2 separate regions of the Mus musculus genome follow, and region 2 is linked to region 1. A link is a contact called in public HiChIP or PLAC-seq data. All regions are on one chromosome and are shown on one strand. Each heading gives the region's core, a stretch centred on a gene start, on an enhancer-like site or on the middle of the called end of the contact. The rest is flanking DNA. Distances are from core to core; before and after follow the strand shown. Region 1 has its middle 15 kb from the start of Zfp729a. Region 2 overlaps Gm10037 (predicted gene 10037).

Region 1 (6,858 bases), core at 2,446-4,945:
CTCAACGGGGGTGGTTTGAGTCGTGGTTTGAATCACGACCATCTTGGATAACTTCTTTAATTTCCGCTGTAGCCGGACCAATCCTTATGATATGCTTAGCTTTAGTTTTCGGCCCTTGTATAATAAATAGAGGAATGGCTTTCATCCAGAGTAAAATTGATACAGTAAAACTCATGGTTCTTCAAAGGCAATATCAACCTATAGTTCAGGTAGATGAAGAGTTAGGGGACACCAATCTCTAAAATTCTATGATTAGAATTAGTCTAAACAGAAGAAGAGGGGAATGAAAGGAAATAAAACTGTAATTCATGTAATGTATGTTAAATAGCCCAAAGAGTTGTTTCTGAGCTTTGAAACCTGGGGCTGAGAACATAGCAGAACAGACCAGGACATGCCCGGGCAAGCCCATCGCCTCCCTAGCTCCCACCCCTCTGACCTAAGTTAAATGTTACAGGCTGCTGATGTTTAAATGGACCAATCATGTGAAACCGCGCCAATTCCTCCCCCAGCCCCACTCCTTTTCTATAAAACCCCCTAGCTTCCAAGCCTCTTGGTCGAATCCACTGTCTCCTGTTATGTGAGATACGTTTCTACCCGGAGCTCCGCCATTAAAAACCTCTTGTTGTTACATCAAGGTGTTGTGTTTTTTTTTTTTTTTTTAAACATTATTTCTTTTTTTTTTTTTTCCATTTTTATTAGGTATTTAACTCATTTACATTTCCAATGCTATACCAAAAGTCCCCCATATCCACCCACCCCCACTCCCCTGCCCACCCACTCCCCCTTTTTGGCCCTGGTGTTCCCCTGTACTGGGGCATATAAAGTTTGCAAGTCCAATGGGCCTCTCTTTCCAGTGATGGCCGACTAGGCCATCTTTTGATATATATGCAGCTAGAGTCAAGAGCTCCGGGGTACTGGTTAGCTCATAATGTTGTTCCACCTATAGGGTTGCAGATCCCTTTAGCTCCTTGGCTACTTTCTCTAGCTCCTCCATTGGGAGCCCTATGATCCATCCATTAGCTGACTGTGAGCATCCACTTCTGTGTTTGCTGGGCCCCGGCATAGTCTCACAAGAGACAGCTACATCTGCGTCCTTTCAATAAAATCTTGCTAGTGTATGCAATGGTGTCAGCGTTTGGATGCTGATTATGGGGCCCACACACCTATGGTCACTTGATCTTCGACAAGGGAGCTAAAACCATCCAGTGGAAGAAAGACGGCATTTTCAACAATTGGTGCTGGCACAACTGGTTGTTATCGTGTAGAAGAATGCGAATCGATCCATACTTATCTCCTTGTACTAAGGTCAAATCTAAGTGGATCAAGGAACTTCACATAAAACCAGAGACACTGAAACTTATAGAGGAGAAAGTGGGGAAAAGCCTTGAAGATATGGGCACAGGGGAAAAATTCCTGAACAGAACAGCAATGGCTTGTGCTGTAAGATCGAGAATTGACAAATGGGACCTAATGAAACTCCAAGGTGTTGTGTTCTATTCGTGATTCTTGGGTGCATGCCGAATCGGGAGCTGAGTGGGGGTTTCCCCACTGAGTTCTTTCACATCCTCTGCCTCTTGACCTATGGTTGACTTTATTTTAACCTTGCATACATTATTCAAGGAGATAGCTCTTGGATTAAAGGCATCTGCTAGGACTGAGCCACAGCACATCTAGAAATGGGATTTTCCTGTAAATAACAGAATTGGAGCTTAACAGTGTGATCAGATTCCTTTCAACATTTCTCCATTTTTTTTTTGTCTAAATAAAAAGGGCATGGTTTTAATGCAAACACAGTAAAACATATTTAATAAAGCTATTTGTGCTAAGCTTTCCAACATGCTGAGCTTGGTTGTATTTGGAAGTCTTCTTTTTTTTTTTTTTTTTTTTATGGTTTTTCCGAGACAGAGTTTCTCTGTGTAGCCCTGGCTGTCCTGGAACTCACTTTGTAGACCCGGCTGGCCTCGAACTCAGAAATCTGCCTGCCTCTGCCTCCTGAGTGCGGGGATTAAAGGCGTGCGCCACCACACCTGGCTGTATTTGGAAGGCTTAAGACTAAGTATTTTTGAATTCAAAATTCTGAAAAATGTGTATTTAAGTCTCATATGGAATCAGCAATTTGATTGTCCTGAGCAGTTCATAGTCCAAAGCTGATTTTTGGGAGGTGTTTGTCAGCTTAGTAGCAATCATGCTTAGGTAGAACACAGTATTCAACCCAAAGTTGTCCATAGTTTGTGCAGAACTTGGCGCCAGAATCTTCAAAAATATTTTCTCAATGGTAGTTAACTGGCTAGTTTTGTGTCAACTTGACTCAGCTGGAGTTATCACAGAAAGGAGCTTCAGTTAAGGAAATGCCTCCATAAGATCCAATGGTAAGGCATTTTCTCAATTAGTGATCAAGGGGGAAAGGCCCCTTGTAGGTGGGACCATCTCTGGGCTGGTAGTCTTGGGTTCTATAAGAGAGCAGGCTATGCAAGCCAGGGGAAGCAAGCCAGTAAAGAACATCCCTCCATGGCCTCTGCATCAGCTCCTGCTTCCTGACCTGCTTGATTTCCAGTCCTGAATTTCTTAGTGATGAACAGTATGGAAGTGTAAGCCGTATGGAAGTGTAAGCCATATGGAAGTGTAAGCCATATGGAAGTGTAAGCCCTTCCTCCCCAACTTGCTTCTTGATTATGATGTTTTGTCCAGGAATAGAAACCCTAAGACAAATTGGTACCAGCATAGTGGGTTATTCCTGTGACAACCTGACCATGTTTTGGGGAGGACTGTGGAAGGACTTTGGAACATTGGGCTATGTCACAGACCCTGTGGGTCCCTTTGTCTGCGTGGAACGGGTCTCTGGGGCAGGTGGGCAAAGCATTGGCAGGTGACAGACAGACTAACAGGTGAGATTGTGTAGAATCTGAATGTATTGTCACAAAGTGAACACCAATCTTATATAGTACAGAAAATACAAAGGGTAGCAGGCAAAGTACATTGAAATTACCTGATACAAAACAAAGGAATGACTTCAAAAGGATTTATAGGAACCAGGTAGAAGGTTACAGTAAAGATAAAGCAGTCCTGCTTAGGGGCAGCTTAGTGACAGGTAAGGATTTCACACTCTAGTGCTATACATTTGAACCTTATGAAGGCTAGCACCAGGGGGTTCTGCTCTTGGCAGACCTCATGAATAATGCAATATCACAACCCCCCTATCTCCTAGACCTTGATAAATTCCTATATGAGTGTAAATTTTAAGTAACTGGAGAATCTCCATTTGTCAGAAGAATTCACTGACTTGCTTCTAATATGTAATGTAGCCTGCACTGAAGATTTCTATCTCAGTGGGATTCCCTGGCTCTTTCGTGGTATTCCTTGTTTGCATGCAATTTGTTACTGTCCTTAGTAAACACCTTGTAGACTAGCTCTGAGCCACTGGCTCCGTCTTTTGTAATGCTTAATTAGTTACTGAATAGGTTAACTTCCTTACTGCATTCTTACAGGATTCTAAGCTCTGCTTCTGGGAGCTTGGAACACTGGGGAGACTTAACTATCTCAGAATTTAATCTTAAAAAGCTTTTATAATAAAATAATACTAAAAGAGAGTTCGTAGTTCCATACACCAGACTAACTCGGGAATAGGGTATGAGTATATGGGTAAATGAGAATGCCAAAGCTCCAAGACGTGAGTTTCCTTGAAACTCTTTTCCTCGTGAGTGGCTCCAAGGCTTTTCAGCAGATTTGACCAGTGTGCTTGGCAGGACTAGAAGATCCACTCTGTGTTAAGAGCTCTGTCAGATGATGTGTAGGAGCTTGGAAGATAAGGTTGAGAACTGTGCAGAAGATGGAGGCCTGGCTTGTGAAATTTCAGAGGGAAAATTAAGGACTCTTTTTCAGGGCCATTGCTATTTTGGAGTTTGATTATTCTGTGGTTCTGGTTAGCTGGGGCTGAAGAATCAGCTGTGATTAACAAGATACCAGAACTACTAAAGCAAAAACTTTGCATTACTGGGACTATTGATGCTGGTTAGCTGGAGCTAAGAAATTAGTGGTGATTAAGAAGAGACCAGCATCATTGAGGTGATATCTTCTGGGAGTGTTTTTCTGAAAGCACAAAGAGGCTGTGTTCCAGAAATAGCCAAGGTGGTACTCCTGCAGCAGCAGGACTTGGTAAGGTGTAAGGGTGACCCATATGGTACTGGTTTTGAAGTCATGAAGGGGTCACGCAGAGCAGCTGAGGCTCGGCACTGTGAGAGGCCATGGAAGGCCATTGGTGAAGGTGCAGCCTCAGTTGCAATTGTTGGCCCACCACTGAAGGGGTCATGCAGTGTTTTGGAGATGCCAGTACCATGAGATGACCACCAAGAACAGCAGCAGTGGAGTACAGGCATCTGGAGCCTAGAGGACAACGTGTGCTACAAAGGGCATGGCTGGAGAAGTGACCCAAGCCCTTGGAGGATCCCAGACATTGGATGGTTGGAGATTGATTTTTGCTTTTGATTGTGACTGTGCCCTGTTATTTTCAGTCTTGAAGGAAGAAACTATTTTAGTGAAGCCCACAGTTAAAAGACTTTTAATTGTAAAAAGACTTTGGATTTTAAAAGAGATGGATATTTTAAAGAGATTGAAATTTTAAGAATATATAAAGACTGTGGGACATTGAAAGTTATTTAGACATTGGGGATGAATAAGAATGTAAGGGTTGAGGCTTACTAGTGATGTGTTTGTGTGTCAAGTTGACAAGGGGTCAATTGTACTAGCTGGTTTTGTGAGTCAACTTGACACAGCTGGAGTTATCACAGAAAAAGAAGCTTCAGTTGAGGAAATGCCTTCATGAGATCCAACTGTAAGGCATTTTCTCAATTAGTGATCAAGGGGGAAAGGCTTCTTGTGGGTGGGACCATCTCTGGGCTGGTAGTCTTGGGTTCTGTAAGAGAGCAGGCTGAGCAAGCCAGGGGAAGCAAGCCAGTAAAGAATATCCCTCCATGGACTCTGCATCAGCTCCTGCTCCCTGACCTGCTTGAGTTCCAGTCCTGACTTCTTTCAGTGATGAACAGCAATGTGGAAATGTAAGTTGAATAAACCCTTTCCTCCCCAACTGCTTCTTGGTCATGATGTTTGTGCAGGAATAGAAACCCTGACTAAGACAGTGTTACCACAGTCCAGCTGGATTCTGCATTGCAGGGCCCCATTATCTTCTTGGAGACCTAACAGGTTAGTGTTAGGAATAGTCTCAGTTTACTGTAAAAAAACTTACACATGTAACCATCATATTAAGCAATTCCCTGAAACACTTGAAGACCACAATATGATAAGTACATGTGAGGTACATAAATTTTGTTCCTAGTCGCCTGCTTCAGACTCAAACATGAAAACACATACATGAATCTAGGTGAAGCTTATGACTAGAATTTGCTAGTACTCTATGTTACAAGAATTATTAACCCCTATAAACCAGTGTAAAAACACAAAATCCAGCTATTATATTTATAAACTATAAGACTAGATTGAACAGCTCTATCACTATGCTAACTTTTTCCCCAGCTATAAGACCCTTGCTACTTGCAGTTTCTCCTTGTTATACATGGTTCTGCTCTATTTCTCTTCCTCCTTTTCCTCCCCCTCCTACTCTTCTTACTCCTCTGTCCTCTCTTCTTTTTTTCTCCTCCTTCCTTCCCCAGATCTTCAAGGCCTCTTGTCCCTCCTTTTCCTTCCACTGCCCAGTCATAGGCTCTAGCCTTTATTTGACCAGTTAAGAATGGGCAAATGATTCGCATGACATCACCTGAGTATGTGATCAACTGCTTGTCAAAGGGTAGCTCCTCTTGAGGAAGCAGAATTAACACCAGAATACAAACAGAATCCAGGCAACCCACAACACTTCCCCCTTTTTGTCCAATAAGAAAGGCTCTCCCTCAGATATACATTGAACACTACTATAACAATTATGCAAATTATAAACTATGATACACACTTACCGTCCATTCCATGATATTTGTCAATGTAGATAAAGTAATCTACCATCTATCCTCCCTTAAAAAGTTTACAATTCTGTGCCTGAATTATGTTTTATTTAACTTGTATTCCCATCTGACATCCATCCTTATAAATCTAGATCATCTTCCTTAATGCTAAACAACTTAAGTTTGATTATGAGATTATGACTAGTCTTCAATTCCATCAGAGATCTGAGAATAAATTATATACTACCTGAATCTGTAGGAAGCACAAAGACATAGCTTATAAAGCTATACTTTGTGGAGTCAGCTGACTGCCTGGACAGTCCCTTAATTTCTTATAACATTGGAGCATCTGTCTTCAGACTTCTGGCCCAGAACCATCTAACAGTCCTTAAGTGAAGCAGGAATTATGGAGGACTAGCTTATGCTGTCTTGGCAAAGCTTATTAGTCAACTATCCCACATCTGTTTGTCCTTTTTGGACAGTATTTTTGTCTGCATATGGATTAGAGCAATTTTTGTAAAGTGGCTACTTTGTCATGATTGAAGCAACTCAGCCCGGAGGTAATGCTGCTCAATATCTTCCTGGAAGTGGAATGGGAACACTGTCAGGAGCACACCTGTTTCGTAGTCAAATGAAATAATATTAAATGACATATTCTATGGATCTCTGATGCTGATACTTTTGAAGACGATCTAAATATGTAGCAGAACTGAATTGGTGAACATTCATTATGCTTAGCTATTCATTATTTGAATAATCTTGAAAACACTTATTGTAATTAATTAAATTAGAATCGGATATGGCCATGAGTTTTACTATCTGACTATTAACTTACATTACTTAATCATCTTAAACAGTTTGTAATGGCAGTGATTGCAAGGACTGGGTGTAAGCCTTTGTGTTTTGTTTTTTT
Region 2 (6,858 bases), core at 2,450-4,949, 190 kb after region 1:
TCTCTCCTTTCTGAAGGAGACTGAGGAGGGTTGCTCCTGGCGTGTTTTAACAGGTGGCTAGTTTGTCAGTGAAGGTCTCTGCCTACCTACATCTTTCTTGAAAGGTGATGGGAAAGGACCACCACACATCCCAGCTACCCTCCAGTCTTCTGCTGCGGGAGCATCCTGAAGTTGCTCAGGGGCAGATGTGGGAGCATGCTGAAGTTGCTCAGGGGCAGATGTGGGAGCTGCTGAAGTTGCTCAGGGGCAGATGTGGGAGCATGCTGAAGTTGCTCAGGGGCAGATGTGGGAGCTGCTGAAGTTGCTCAGGGGCAGATGTGGGAGCTGCTGAAGTTGCTCAGGGGCAGATGTGGGAGCTGCTGAAGTTGCTCAGGGGCAGATGTGGGAGCTGCTGAAGTTGCTCAGGGGCAGATGTGGGAGCATGCTGAAGTTGCTCAGGGGCAGATGTGGGAGCTGCTGAAGTTGCTCAGGGGCAGATGTGGGAGCTGCTGAAGTTGCTCAGGGGCAGATGTGGGAGCTGCTGAAGTTGCTCAGGGGCAGATGTGGGAGCTGCTGAAGTTGCTCAGGGGCAGATGTGGGAGCTGCTGAAGTTGCTCAGGGGCAGATGTGGGAGCTGCTGAAGTTGCTCAGGGGCAGATGTGGGAGCATGCTGAAGTTGCTCAGGGGCAGATGTGGGAGCTGCTGAAGTTGCTCAGGGGCAGATGTGGGAGCATGCTGAAGTTGCTCAGGGGCAGATGTGGGAGCATGCTGAAGTTGCTCAGGGGCAGATGTGGGAGCTGCTGAAGTTGCTCAGGGGCAGATGTGGGAGCTGCTGAAGTTGCTCAGGGGCAGATGTGGGAGCTGCTGAAGTTGCTCAGGGGCAGATGTGGGAGCTGCTGAAGTTGCTCAGGGGCAGATGTGGGAGCTGCTGAAGTTGCTCAGGGGCAGATGTGGGAGCATGCTGAAGTTGCTCAGGGGCAGATGTGGGAGCTGCTGAAGTTGCTCAGGGGCAGATGTGGGAGCATGCTGAAGTTGCTCAGGGGCAGATGTGGGAGCTGCTGAAGTTGCTCAGGGGCAGATGTGGGAGCATGCTGAAGTTGCTCAGGGGCAGATGTGGGAGCATGCTGAAGTTGCTCAGGGGCAGTAGTGGGAGCATGCTGAAGTTGCTCAGGGGCAGTAGTGGGAGCATGCTGAAGTTGCTCAGGGGCAGATGTGGGAGCTGCTGAAGTTGCTCAGGGGCAGATGTGGGAGCTGCTGAAGTTGCTCAGGGGCAGATGTGGGAGGTGCTGAAGTTGCTCAGGGGCAGATGTGGGAGCTGCTGAAGTTGCTCAGGGGCAGATGTGGGAGCTGCTGAAGTTGCTCAGGGGCAGATGTGGGAGCTGCTGAAGTTGCTCAGGGGCAGATGTGGGAGCTGCTGAAGTTGCTCAGGGGCAGATGTGGGAGCTGCTGAAGTTGCTCAGGGGCAGATGTGGGAGCTGCTGAAGTTGCTCAGGGGCAGATGTGGGAGCTGCTGAAGTTGCTCAGGGGCAGATGTGGGAGCTGCTGAAGTTGCTCAGGGGCAGATGTGGGAGCTGCTGAAGTTGCTCAGGGGCAGATGTGGGAGCTGCTGAAGTTGCTCAGGGGCAGATGTGGGAGCTGCTGAAGTTGCTCAGGGGCAGATGTGGGAGCTGCTGAAGTTGCTCAGGGGCAGATGTGGGAGGATGCTGAAGTTGCTCAGGGGCAGTAGTGGGAGCATGCTGAAGTTGCTCAGGGGCAGATGTGGGAGCATGCTGAAGTTGCTCAGGGGCAGTAGTGGGAGCATGCTGAAGTTGCTCAGGGGCAGATGTGGGAGCTGCTGAAGTTGCTCAGGGGCAGATGTGGGAGCTGCTGAAGTTGCTCAGGGGCAGATGTGGGAGCTGCTGAAGTTGCTCAGGGGCAGATGTGGGAGCTGCTGAAGTTGCTCAGGGGCAGATGTGGGAGCTGCTGAAGTTGCTCAGGGGCAGATGTGGGAGCTGCTGAAGTTGCTCAGGGGCAGATGTGGGAGCTGCTGAAGTTGCTCAGGGGCAGATGTGGGAGCTGCTGAAGTTGCTCAGGGGCAGATGTGGGAGCTGCTGAAGTTGCTCAGGGGCAGATGTGGGAGCTGCTGAAGTTGCTCAGGGGCAGATGTGGGAGCTGCTGAAGTTGCTCAGGGGCAGATGTGGGAGCTGCTGAAGTTGCTCAGGGGCAGATGTGGGAGCTGCTGAAGTTGCTCAGGGGCAGATGTGGGAGCTGCTGAAGTTGCTCAGGGGCAGATGTGGGAGCTGCTGAAGTTGCTCAGGTGCAGAGAACTCCTGGAACAGACAGAGCAGATGGGAGGATGAATTTCGGTCCTTGGATTTTTAACTTGCAGGAGCAAGGCTTTTGACATCAAAAGGTTAGCTTTAAGAGGATTTAGCCCATGAATCACACCAATTTAGATTTTATCGATGGAATGTCTTTGACTATTTGTATAATTTTTAATATCTTGATTGGATTTCCTTAGCACTGATGACACACCACCACCCTAATTTGATGTGGAAAAGGTAATAGAATAAGAGGTATTTTTTTTTCTGACTTGGAGCAAAGTAATCTTGAAATTATCTTAACTAATAGGTTCTTCAGACTCCTTGCAGGGAATTGTGGGGAAGGAATCCGCAGTGTCACTACAGCCAGAACTGGAATGCCTGATGGTATACAGAGAAGCAAAACTGGCCTGGACACAGTCTCATAACTGTGTGGTTAGAGCTGTTGTATCAACTCTACTGTGCCCAAGAAAGAAGTCCAGGTGCTAAAGACCTTGCCAACTGTGGGCTTTGCTTTATCTCCAGCTAGCTGAGTGAACAAGAGGTGAGATTACAGTGGGCTGCCAGTAGGAAGGAGTGAGCATTAAACTCTGTGGTATTGCTTCGGAGTCTGACTCACAGTCTCTGACCATTTCATAAATTCCTCTGCACAAGAAAGCAGAGGTAACTTTTCTGATGTGTGCCAGGTCACCTTCTCTCTCCCTGTTTTGGGATCTGCTGCCTGTACAGAGCACTACAGTCTATGGAAATTAAAGTAAGGTAAGACCTCAGGTGACACCTGGCATTAGGAATGAGAAGGTGTTGCACTGCTGGCCTAAAATAAGTTTGCATCCTTTTGTATTGTTCTATTTCCTTTAACCACAGGCACAAGAAAGGATTACATTTTGAGCTGGGAGAATCACTGTGGGATTTGGTAATAAAGGGACCTGCTTCTTTGCATTTCATGGAGGTGTTTTGAGAAGAATTTTTGCTGTGACTTTACCACCTGTGATCTAGGAGCCCTGTCGGGAGCCAGTTACCTGCTTCTCTAGCAGAGTAAAACCTTGCCTGCTAGGCCGGGTCAAAACAGAACAGAGTTTGTGGCCTGGCAGAATGTTCTGCAGAGTGGAAGATTTCCTGGCCTACTGATGCATGGAACGATAAGAGGAGATGCACTTGAGGCTCAAGGTGAGGGACTGGACTTCCGATTAACCTTTGTAGAAGGAGCAGGAAGGCTCCCAGAGGATATCTGGATGGGAACAGATATCCTATGGATATGTCAGCCATTGTGTCTGCGAGCTTGTGGTTTTGCTTCCCACGGCACTGTGGGGTATAAAACAGGCTAAACTCATTAAACACGCTGCTGCTGTACTCACTGGACAGTCTTCCCTATCTGTCTCTTGTCTCTTCTTTCCGTCTTTCCTGCAATCATCCTCACTCCTCCCTCAGGGACTGTTTGACAGGAGCAGGCAGTGGCTCCAGCAGAGCCCCACCTAGGAGGAGGGCAGTGATTCCCTACTAGTGTGGTGGCAATCAGTACACAAGTGTGGGACTGAATTTGCTCCCTCGGGAGGTAGATCACTTCCGTAAATTGCCACCGATTTTCCCCCTTGTTCAGATTCTCTTGGTCCTTTTACCAGTAGTTCTGCATTTTCAGTTCCTTGGCTTTAAAAATGAGTCAGTACGTGACAATGTCTCCACCTGCTGGTAATGATGGTTACAACACCATAGCCACACTCCCCCCCCCCCCCCCCCAAACCCTGTTAAGTCAGTAATATTTTCTAAGAAGCGTCAGAGCTTCAGTAATGTCAAGTAGCGTTGAATTCAAGTTTCCCTGCGGGACCCACTACAGATGCGACACTTTGCTTCAGCGAATACTATGCGGGTCTGCTCTGGGCGACTGGGAAGCTCCAGGTTGCTGTCGTTCTACCCTACCCGCCCCCCCCCCCCCGCCCGCCCGCCCCCCTCCCCCCACCACCGCCACCTTGAGCAGGGTGGCTTAGACCTTGTTTGCCTCACTCCCTAGTTCACCTAGGGTGGAGTCTTCTGACCTTTGTCAAGTCTTTTGTCTGCAAGAAGCTACCTGCTGAGCAGCTGAGCTTGTTTTCCTGACAGATCCTGACAAAGCGACTCAACGAGATCCTGGCATAGTGGGGGATGGGTTCTCTCCCCTTTAAAAATCAGACCCTAGAATTAAAGTTGAGCCTTGATCAGAGAATTTTGTCTTGACCTGTTATTTCTCTCGCCGCCTTTCCCATCCAATCCAGCTTTCCTTTCAGGAGCTTAGTAACCTGTGGCCGCTGGCGGCTAGAGTTGCACAGTACTCGGAACTCAGAGGTGCCCCTCTCAGAAAGATACCATGGGGTCCCCAGACTTCTAGAGACGGTGGTGTGGGCCCCTAGCCCCCACGGTTTAGTGAAAGTGACCTTTTTACATTATGCATGTTTTCTTTGAAATGAGCATTGCCTCTCATCACTCCCCAGAGGGCAAATTCTTCACCCAATGCCTCCGGGTAACCTAAAGGGGATGATTCGATGGCTAAAGAAACATTGTTTCTAAAAATAATTATCTCCTTTTGTTTTTTCAACTTAATTTTATTTTTTTAATTCAGCTATGTGCCTTGCCATGGTTTTTGAAGTTTGACTCATCCCACTTACTGTGACCAGTCGTACTAGGATACTCTAAAGATGCTTTACTGCTTGTCCTTTTGCTTTATTGGGGATGAACTCAAGTCTTCAAGAATGTTAGGCAAGCCCGTTTCCACTAGGCCACACTTGCATCCCTGTCAGAAGAGTCAGAAGATTCTGATAGATGTATTTCGATTATCTTGGAAACTTCAGTTCTACCTGGTTGCTCCCTTATCTTCACTCTGCCATTTTACAGCTTTGAGTTCTTTCCCAGGGCCATAAGAATACTGTGTCCCCTGGGGGCTGAAGAGATGGCTCAGTGGTTAAGAGCATTGTCTGCTCTTCCGAAGGTCCTGAGTTCAATTCCCAGCAACCACATGATGGCTCACAACCATCTGTAATGAGATCTGGCGCCCTCTTCTGGTGTGTCTGAAGGCAGCTACAGGGTACTTACATATAATAAATAAATAAATAAATAAATAAATCTTTAAAAAAGAGAGAAAGAAAGAATACTGTGTCCCTGACTTCTCCTCAGCCATACTCAGTACTGTCAAACATAAGAAAGGACACAAAGTCCCATTTTCTGTGCAGTATCTTTGGAGATATGTATATGGCTCTGTGGACCACTCGAGTATCTCCTGTTCGGCTCGAAAGGGGAAAAAAATCACGTTACTAGGAAAAGGGGCTGAACAGGATATGGGAAGAGGGTCTTTCCTCATGTGTGATGGAGCACATTCCATCAATGTGCTCACTGATTAAGATATTGGCTGCCCAGGAGGTGCACATCTGTACTGCTAGTACTTGGGTGATGGAAGCAGGAGGGTCAAGGGGTTAAAACCAGTCCTGAGCAACACAACAAGTCACTGAGTTAGAACCAGGCTTCAGATGTATAAGACACCATGTCAAAAAAAAAAAAAAAAAAAAAAAAAAAAAGACAGAACAACACAGTTTAGAATTTGGGGAAACAGAAACTCAGCGTTTCTGGGCTCATCTCTGAAGAAGCATTATTTTATGATAGCTGTCCATCTTGATTTCAAATAGCTCTTTGTCCCTGACCCAAGCTCCAGGAAGAAAGGTTCTCAGGAATCCCACCTGAGCAACTCTAACCCAGAAATATGCAGCTGTGACCATCAACTTGTGATATGATATTACTATTTTTTTTTTGGCTTTGGTAACTTGCTCATACAGATGTTTAAAAATTATTCTGAAGTTGTTTTGACTGCCTAATCTTGAGCAGAACAGCTCTTTGCTTGCTTATGCAGACATTCAAGATCTTGTGCAGATATTCAAGGTCTTCTTGCATCTTTTGCCTATAAAACACTTCCCACGTCTGCATCTTCCATCAGACAATAGTATTCAAAAACAACCATCCAGATGATAGGAGGAAAAATATATTGGGTTCTTTGCCAAGCTCATGGGTGGGGGAAGCCTCAATCTGGTCAGCCTTTGAAAGGCTCTAACATAGTCTGGTGAGGGAATTAAATTGAAACTGCTGTTTCAAAGCAACCTGATAATGGTGCTGTATATATGCGGTATCTCCATAAAAATTTCTGCAAAATGAATGAGCTTGCCTTTGTCTTCAAAATTGGTTTGTTTTAATACTAATAACTTATGTTTCTTAGGTTTGAGGAGGTAGGCTAAATAAATTGGGCAAAGAAATGCATGCACCACAAAAAAATTACATTATACTCTGTAATATCTTCCGTGAGCTTTTTTTTAAAGTTACACATAACTCATTTCTTGTAATTTTATTTTATTGTTCTATTCCTATGACTGTGTGCTTGAAATAAAATTGTCTCTGCAGAAAAAAATTACGCTTTTTCTCCTTTGCTTAGCTTTTCTATGAGATTAAAAAAATCTTTGAAGCTTTTCTAAACTTGATGTTGTTTGACTCAGTGAGATATGAACACATTTTTTTTTCACTGAAGATAGCTCAGAGATCCAATGAGTTTATTGTCATTACTTTCAGGAGC

The links. HiChIP or PLAC-seq counts read pairs in DNA pulled down with a chosen protein or histone mark.
Region 2: a contact with region 1 is called in an H3K27ac HiChIP or PLAC-seq map of embryonic stem cells, with 21 read pairs. The contact joins two enhancer-like sites. A contact is called at or near these places in 1 of 484 Hi-C or Micro-C datasets (embryonic stem cells), 2 of 115 datasets of contacts at active chromatin or transcription factors (both in embryonic stem cells) and 4 of 9 other capture datasets (adipose tissue, liver, macrophages and 1 more).

The regions. Positions count from the first base shown.
Region 1 is chr13:67,649,291-67,656,148 of GRCm38.p6, forward strand. No RefSeq gene overlaps it. Among named protein-coding and RNA genes, the nearest start is that of Zfp729a, 15 kb to the left of the region's middle. Within about 2 kb of position 3,696, at least 6 of the 459 cell types and tissues checked have an H3K27ac peak or open chromatin away from gene starts, as enhancers often do. A contact at or near this core is called in embryonic stem cells, where this site is marked.
Region 2 is chr13:67,840,407-67,847,264 of GRCm38.p6, forward strand. It overlaps Gm10037 (predicted gene 10037), which reads left to right. Exons shown (of 4, transcript NM_001309374.1): 4 at 2,590-2,886. The coding sequence ends at 2,664. Among named protein-coding and RNA genes, the nearest start is that of Gm10037, 13 kb to the left of the region's middle. Within about 2 kb of position 3,700, at least 66 of the 459 cell types and tissues checked have an H3K27ac peak or open chromatin away from gene starts, as enhancers often do. A contact at or near this core is called in embryonic stem cells, where this site is marked.